Regions from separate parts of the Mus musculus genome. Here region 2 is linked to region 1. A link is a contact called in public HiChIP or PLAC-seq data. All regions are on one chromosome and are shown on one strand. The core of a region is the stretch at or near the end of the contact, and the rest is flanking DNA. Distances in the headings are between cores, read along the strand shown. Region 1 has its middle 64 kb from the start of Adcy1. Region 2 overlaps Adcy1 (adenylate cyclase 1).

Region 1 (3,367 bases), core at 242-2,741:
CTGCCCAGAGAGAAGCCACTCAAGGTAAGGGGTAAAGAGATGGTCTGAGGGGTTCCATAGGAGAAAAGCAGGCAGGCCACCAATAAGAAAGCTGGCCAGAGGGAGGCATGGTCTGAGGGTGGAGGCAAAGGAGCGGGTTTTGGTTTTGCAGTGGACACATAGCTCATGCAATAGTCCTTAACCAGAATGTTAGAAGTTCACCTTTTAAAGGCTAGCTATCTATCCTGTGCTGCCTGGCAACTGCATACAAATGAGGACCTCATTATGCGTCTTCAGAGCTTGATGGATATTGCCACCCATTTAAACAACGTTAAAAATATGCACGTCCACACCTAACTAACAATGGTTTGAAATATTCCATGCTATATGCATTTGGTGGAAACTGTACTTTAGGGTCTGACTTTGGATCTCCTCCTGGTCGTCTCTTATAATTCTGGACGATGGCAGATATTCCCAGTCAGCTTTGAGGCCATGAGGGAACGCATGTAACACCCGGAAGCCTATGACACTGTGTTGTTGCAAGGTAAGATGTTCTTAGTGCATTTTCCACTTTATGGTATTATTAGAACATGTTTCTTGGGACACAGCCTCAAAGTCCATCTAAGAGCAATAGGCAGGTAAAGGAGGGAAGGTTACAGAAGTACCTTCTTTAGAGGGGGAGTGGAAATGGCCTCCATGTACGGATCTGCTACCTCCCTGGGACAATGTCCAGGGCTGGCCAGCTCCCCTCTGCATCTGTTTTGCTCCAAGCTGAGTTTGTTTTTCTAAATCATAGAGGTTGAAGGAGAAACGTACTCAGAATTATGACCATTGTTCTGGACAGAAACAGTCTGGGAGTCTGCTTGTCTAGCCATGCCCTACTTCCCACTATGTGCTGGCTAGTTCTTTCAACTTGACATGAACTGGAGTCCCTTGGGAAGAGGGAACTCCCATTGAGGAGTTGCCTCCATGTGATTGGTCTGTGGTCATGTCTATGGGACATTTCTGATTGGTGATTGATATGGGAGGGTCCATTCTACTGTTGGTGGTGCAATCCCTCTGCAGGTGGGCCTGGGCTATGTAAACAAAGTAGTTGAGAAAGCCAGGAGAAGCTAGCTAATAAGCTATGTTCTCCCATGGTTTCTGTTTCTGCTTCTGCTTCCTTCTCTGTCTTCCCTCAGTGATAGATTGTGACCTGGGGGTTGTAAGATGAAATAAACCCTTTCCTCCACAAGTTGGTTTTGGTTAATGTTTTATCACAGTAACAGAGATGCAAACTGATATAGTCTACCCAAGAGAGACTTGGTGAATTTTCATCAAATTAGGTTAGGCCTGGCAGGGATTCTATTGAAACCCAAGAAAACTTGTCTCCAAAAACTCATTGCTTCTCAAATCCTAGGAGACAACTATTTTTAGGGAGTGTTTTGTTTTCAAAGGCACAGTGCTGTTGTGAAGCCAGCTGGGGGCTCATCTAATCAAGAAGCACTTGGGAGTGTTTATGCTAATCCCTGAAGCCAACCTCCTCTATTTGGAATCAGCTCCCACTCTTTCTCCTCTCAGCCCTTTTTGGCTGTGGAAGAAGCAGGTGCTTTGCACACAGGGCCACTATATACACTGCTCCCTTATGGCTTTAGCTCCCTTTAAATGAGCCCAGTCATAGAGCTTAGCATTGAAGGTCTTCAAGAGAGGTTCATTCATACCAGCCCACACAGTTTACACGTTTTAACATGTGTGTGGAGTATTGAGTTATAGGGCCTTACACACACAGACACACACACAGACACACAGACACACACAGACACACACACACACACACACACACACAGAGACACACACAGACACACAGACACACACAGACACACACACACACACACACACACACACACACACACAGAGAGAGAGAGAGAGAGAGAGAGAGAGAGAGAGAGAGAGAGAGAGAAGGAGAAACAGAGAGGCAGAGAGACAGAGAGACAGAGACATAGACATAGACATACACAGAGAGAATGAAAGGTAGTGATATGTTCCATATCATTCTATGCTTCTAATACCATGTCCATCCAATACAACTTTGCTGTGATAGACTTTCCTTAGCTATACTTTAGACAGACTCCTCTGTGGCTTCTTTTTAATAAGCCTTGACCTTGGCCTTCCATTGACCAAGTCTAGTTACAGCATGTATATTTTTGTCAACTTGACACAAGGTAGAGTCATCTGGGAAGAGGAACTTCAGTTGAGAAAATTATTACACCAGATAGGCTTGTAGGCAAATCTGTAGGGCCTTTTCTTGATTAGTGATTGATGTGGTAGGGTTCAGGCCACTGGGTGGTACCACCCCTGTCAAGTGGTCCTGAGTCATATAAGAAAGCAGGCTGAGCAAAGCCATGGAGAGCAAACTACTCAATAAGCAATACTCCTTTATGGCTTCTGCTTAAGTTCCTGCCTCCAGGTTCCTCCCCTGAGTTCTTACCTTGGTTTCCTCGCTAATAGACTGTGATCACAATCTACAAGCTTAATAAACATTTTCTCCACAAAGTTGCTTTTGGTCATGGTCTTTATCGTATAGTAGAAAGCTAACCAGGAGAGCTACTTTTCTTGATGTTGTGACCAAATCCCTGACAAGAAGCAACTTAAAGGATGAAGGGTTTATTTTGGCTTGGGCAGTTTAAGAGGAGATGCCTGGCAGATTGGGCATAGCAGCAGGTACGAGTGGTACCTGGTGATAACACATCCTCAGTCTGCAAGTGGGGAGCTGACAGGAAGTGGGGAGCAGATAGGAAGTGGAGACTGCATATAAACCTCAAGACCCCTCTGTGTCAGGCTCCACCTCCATAAAGTTCCACAACATCTCAAAACTACTAGCTGGGGGCCAAGTGGTCAAACATGTGAATCCATAGAATAGATTTCATACTCAAATCATAGCAGCATGAATTCTATGAAGGCCATTTAGAGAGAGCCTTTCTCAATCTCTGTACTGGTTCCTCATCTTCCAGAACTACCTGCATGATGTCTAACAACATGCATTCTGCAAGAGTGCTGCCAGGCCAGGTTAACCAGCATCCCTGTGCCCTGATGCTGCTCTTGCTCATTTTCTGTCTGCTGAGACCACTGCTCTCTTCTTGTGTGTTTGGAGCTGAGCTGAGTTTTATACTGAGGTCTCTCCCCCTAGTGCAATGGCTTCTGAATAAATCTGTTTATATTCTTTAAGCTACTATTTGACTCTGGTTCTCTTCAGCAGCTGTGAGACAGACATTGCCTTCTTTGGGCAAAGCTATACCTTTGTTCTTGAAAGCGTGTGATGTCTGTGAGGACCAACATGATCCTCCAGCACCAGTTTGCTGTGCAACAACTCAATTCAAACCCGACTCCAGCTACCAAGAGACCCAAGAAA
Region 2 (3,367 bases), core at 300-2,799, 130 kb after region 1:
ATACAAGACAGAACATATTTATCAAGAGGACCAGCATGTCCAGGCAAAGCAGAATGTCATGTGTCTTTGTTTCTTGACCTTGGAGTGGAGAGTCTAGGAACCACTGTGGTGTCAGGAGCATGAGTGGAGTCAATGCTGGAGCACACGAACGTGCAGAGGCCATGCTGGGCCTTGCACTGTATGTACCAATGTGGGGGCAATGCCTTTGCCCTTAGCTACATCTTCCTTCTGTCTGGAGCCATCTGGACCGGGAATAGCTCCCATTATCTAGAGGAAGCCAGAGGACTTGGATTCTGTAGATTCTGAAATGACCTCGTTTTCCAAAAGATCCCTGAGTGATGGACAGCGTAGCCCAGTCCCAGGACTCGCCAGCATTTTCAGGGGCCACAGGTCTTCTGTAGGTTGGAGAGTTCTGACTGGACCCAAAGACCAGCATGGTTATTGGAAGATTCTGGAATTTTTTCCTGGAACCATTTCCCGCACATCTCTTAGATTCATGGTACAGTGATAAAGGGTAGTGGGTAGGCTACTATTCCCTGACAATGCTATGTCAGGGCTCCAAGATCAGCTGCTAAGTCCAGTCGAGGCTTTGCTGGCAGTAACTGCAACAGGATTGCAGACTGTTGAAAGCGTGATAATCCATTTTGACACTTGTGCCTACAGGATGGGCTAGGGCAGGAAAGGAGCACGGCCTAGAGAAGAAAGGCCTAACTGTAAGAGCCAGGACAAGCATTGCTCCAGATGTAGATGCAGATAGAACGCTCTCAGACTGGTCCTGATTTCTCCCCAGCCTGGAGCATCAGGACCCTTCCTTTTCAACGACTGTATAAACATCTAGTTATCTTACCTCCTAGACCGTTCATACCTATGGGGTAAAATAGACACAAACATTTACTGAATTTTTCCTTTCTAACCTTTAAACTCAGGCCACACATGCCTGTTTTCTTTTCATTGATTGGTTCAGAGGTAAAGGGCATGGTCTGTCCCAGGCTTGTAATCATAGACAGCTCTGGAGTGGACCCAAAGTGGGACAGCGAGACCTGCTAAGCTAAATTGTAGAGCATCTGTGTTCCTTGATTATACATCCTTGCAATGCAATACCCTAGAAAAAAGGGTTTTAGAGCCATGTCCTCAACGGTTATGTCAGGGCTGGCAGGGCAGGCGGCTCCTACATCCTAATGATGAGGCTACCCTTGGCCTTTATTGAAGGGCCTCTCAAGGACTTCTATGATGCTTAGGCATTCGAGTAACCCCTCCTGAGCTCTGCTCCCAGATGCCCACAAGGACAGGCTTCTGTGGCAGAGGTCACTGGGACTTTTCTCACCCTCATGTCATCTATGCCCTCTCCGTTTTCTACTTGTACCCCTCCCTCTCCATTTTTCTGAATGATCCCAGGACCTCTGATTGCAGAGGCTGCAGAGGAGCTGGCAGGTTCCTGGTTCCCAGCCTGGGGTGAGCTTCATTTTCCTGGAATGCTCCATCCTTTGCCTGTGAATGGAGAAGCGGTGGTTGTGACGAAGGACTGAGTGTTTCTCGGATGCAGTAGCTGAGTGGGAGGATTTCAGCAGCCTCTGCAGGGGCTGACTCACCAGCCCCCAGACAGAGGGAGCCATCCCCAAAGAGGGAGGCCCTCCACTGCCAGATTTCCCCAGGATTCCCTCTGCTGTGCTGCCCACGGGCCTGTCCAAGTCTGTCTCTGTCACAGGGAAGCCCCTGCTGCCACATGTGAGATGGGAACAATGACCACGGTCTTCTTCCACATGCCCTCCAAGGGCTCAGTGTACCTTTTTCCTAAATAGATTTTTATCTAGCAGTGACCCTGCTTTTGAGTTGTGTATCTTTCAACTGCTACAATGAAGTAAGCTAACGGAAAATTCATAGGTATCCCCCAAGAGGTCTACTTTGAGCTGGTGAGGACAGCCTGTGCCATCCGGAAGTCAGTAGCTGGTGGTCTCCAGGCTGAAGTTCGGATGCCCAGGTATCTCTTTCTTAAGCTGGGTGTGTGTGAGCCGCAGGACACGGCACAGTTTCTCAGTATAGACTAACCTAAAGGATTACTATGTCTAATTACTGGAGTCTGGGTTTTAGGGTCAGCCTTGTGGATATTTTTAAGAAGCAGTTTTCTGTGGGGTGGAGGGTGAGGGTGCTGTGTGTCTTCCCCAAAATCCCACTCTCCTCAGAGAATCTGTCATAACGTTTAGGGGACCTGGGGACTCCTAGCCTGTATATTATAGCTGATGATTGCATTCCTATAGATGGTGAAGCCAAGGCCCTGGAGGGGCAGTTAAGAGCCCACAAGTCCAGGGCGCACATTTGGACATATTGTGTTGAAAGTGTTTGCTGTGTTCTTCTATCATGCTAGGATGGAGACTAGGGGTTGCCTCAGGCAAATGCGTTGTCATCACTTCTGGAAAAATTCTGCCTAGCTGACAGCAAATCACCCTTTAGAGTGTCCGTTCCTCCCTTTTACTTTTTTTTTTTCCTTTGTGTACACAGCTGCATCTGTAGTGCTTGGAAGAATGGCCAAGAGGCGTGAACTCAGTAGGTTCTTGCTGAACAGAACAGAGATGTGGCCTTTCATCTTTGCTCAGGGTTTTATGTCAGCCAGTGTACTGGGAGGGCGGGAGGGTTGGCTTCATCCTATTGGGACCCAGCACCGAAGGTCAGGGCCAGGACCGCATTGTTCCTTCATAGAAAATACCTGTGATAAAAAAGCATCTCTGAGATCAGACACAAGAAAGACACGTAGGATGAACAAAGGAATATGGAAATCTTGGTGTCCGGGAAGTGAAGTGAAGGGTTTTGTTGGATTTGGACAGAACATGCCTGTGTACAGGGAGCCACGCGGAGCCACAGCTGAACAGCTGGATCTGTTTCTTTAGAAGACACTCTCTGGGGTGCTGTGGATTCGATGGTGCCAGCTTTGATTTACCAGAGGCAGAAGCTGCCAGGAAAGACTGAGTGTTGTCAGGAGTTGCTGGGTGCCAGACATGTGGGGCCATGTGGACTTTGGCAGATCCCAGCTTTCAGGGATCCAGAACCGCTGACTTGGAACGCCCAAGGGAGCTCGGGGACATTTGTGGACAGGGCAAACGCATGTCCCAGCAGTCCCCAGACTGCCTTGCCTTTTGTGGCTGCAGAAACGGAAGCGGTGAATGTATCCTAGAACACTAAGGACAGGTGTCTTCTCCAACATTGCTCATGTGGGTTTTGAAAGTCAAATTCTATCTTTAGGGTCTCTTACCAGAGATTGGCAGACTCCTGGGAATAAAGTTAAATTTTTTAAAGTTTCACTTATGTGTAAAACAAAATGGCTCTTAAAGCCTTAACAATAGTCTGACCTGCACATTCTCTTCTGGAGGTCATT

The links. HiChIP or PLAC-seq counts read pairs in DNA pulled down with a chosen protein or histone mark.
Region 2: an H3K27ac HiChIP or PLAC-seq map of SST interneurons shows a contact between it and region 1, with 2.9 times the contacts expected there. The contact joins two enhancer-like sites. A contact is called at or near these places in 4 of 484 Hi-C or Micro-C datasets (the HL-1 cell line, myocytes, neural progenitor cells and 1 more) and 3 of 115 datasets of contacts at active chromatin or transcription factors (SST interneurons, heart atrium and kidney).

The regions. Positions count from the first base shown.
Region 1 is chr11:6,998,065-7,001,431 of GRCm38.p6, forward strand. No RefSeq gene overlaps it. Among named protein-coding and RNA genes, the nearest start is that of Adcy1, 64 kb to the right of the region's middle. Within about 2 kb of position 1,492, at least 10 of the 459 cell types and tissues checked have an H3K27ac peak or open chromatin away from gene starts, as enhancers often do. A contact at or near this core is called in SST interneurons, where this site is marked.
Region 2 is chr11:7,132,967-7,136,333 of GRCm38.p6, forward strand. All of the region lies in intron 5 of Adcy1 (adenylate cyclase 1), which reads left to right. Among named protein-coding and RNA genes, the nearest start is that of Ccdc201, 54 kb to the right of the region's middle. Within about 2 kb of position 1,550, at least 36 of the 459 cell types and tissues checked have an H3K27ac peak or open chromatin away from gene starts, as enhancers often do. A contact at or near this core is called in SST interneurons, where this site is marked.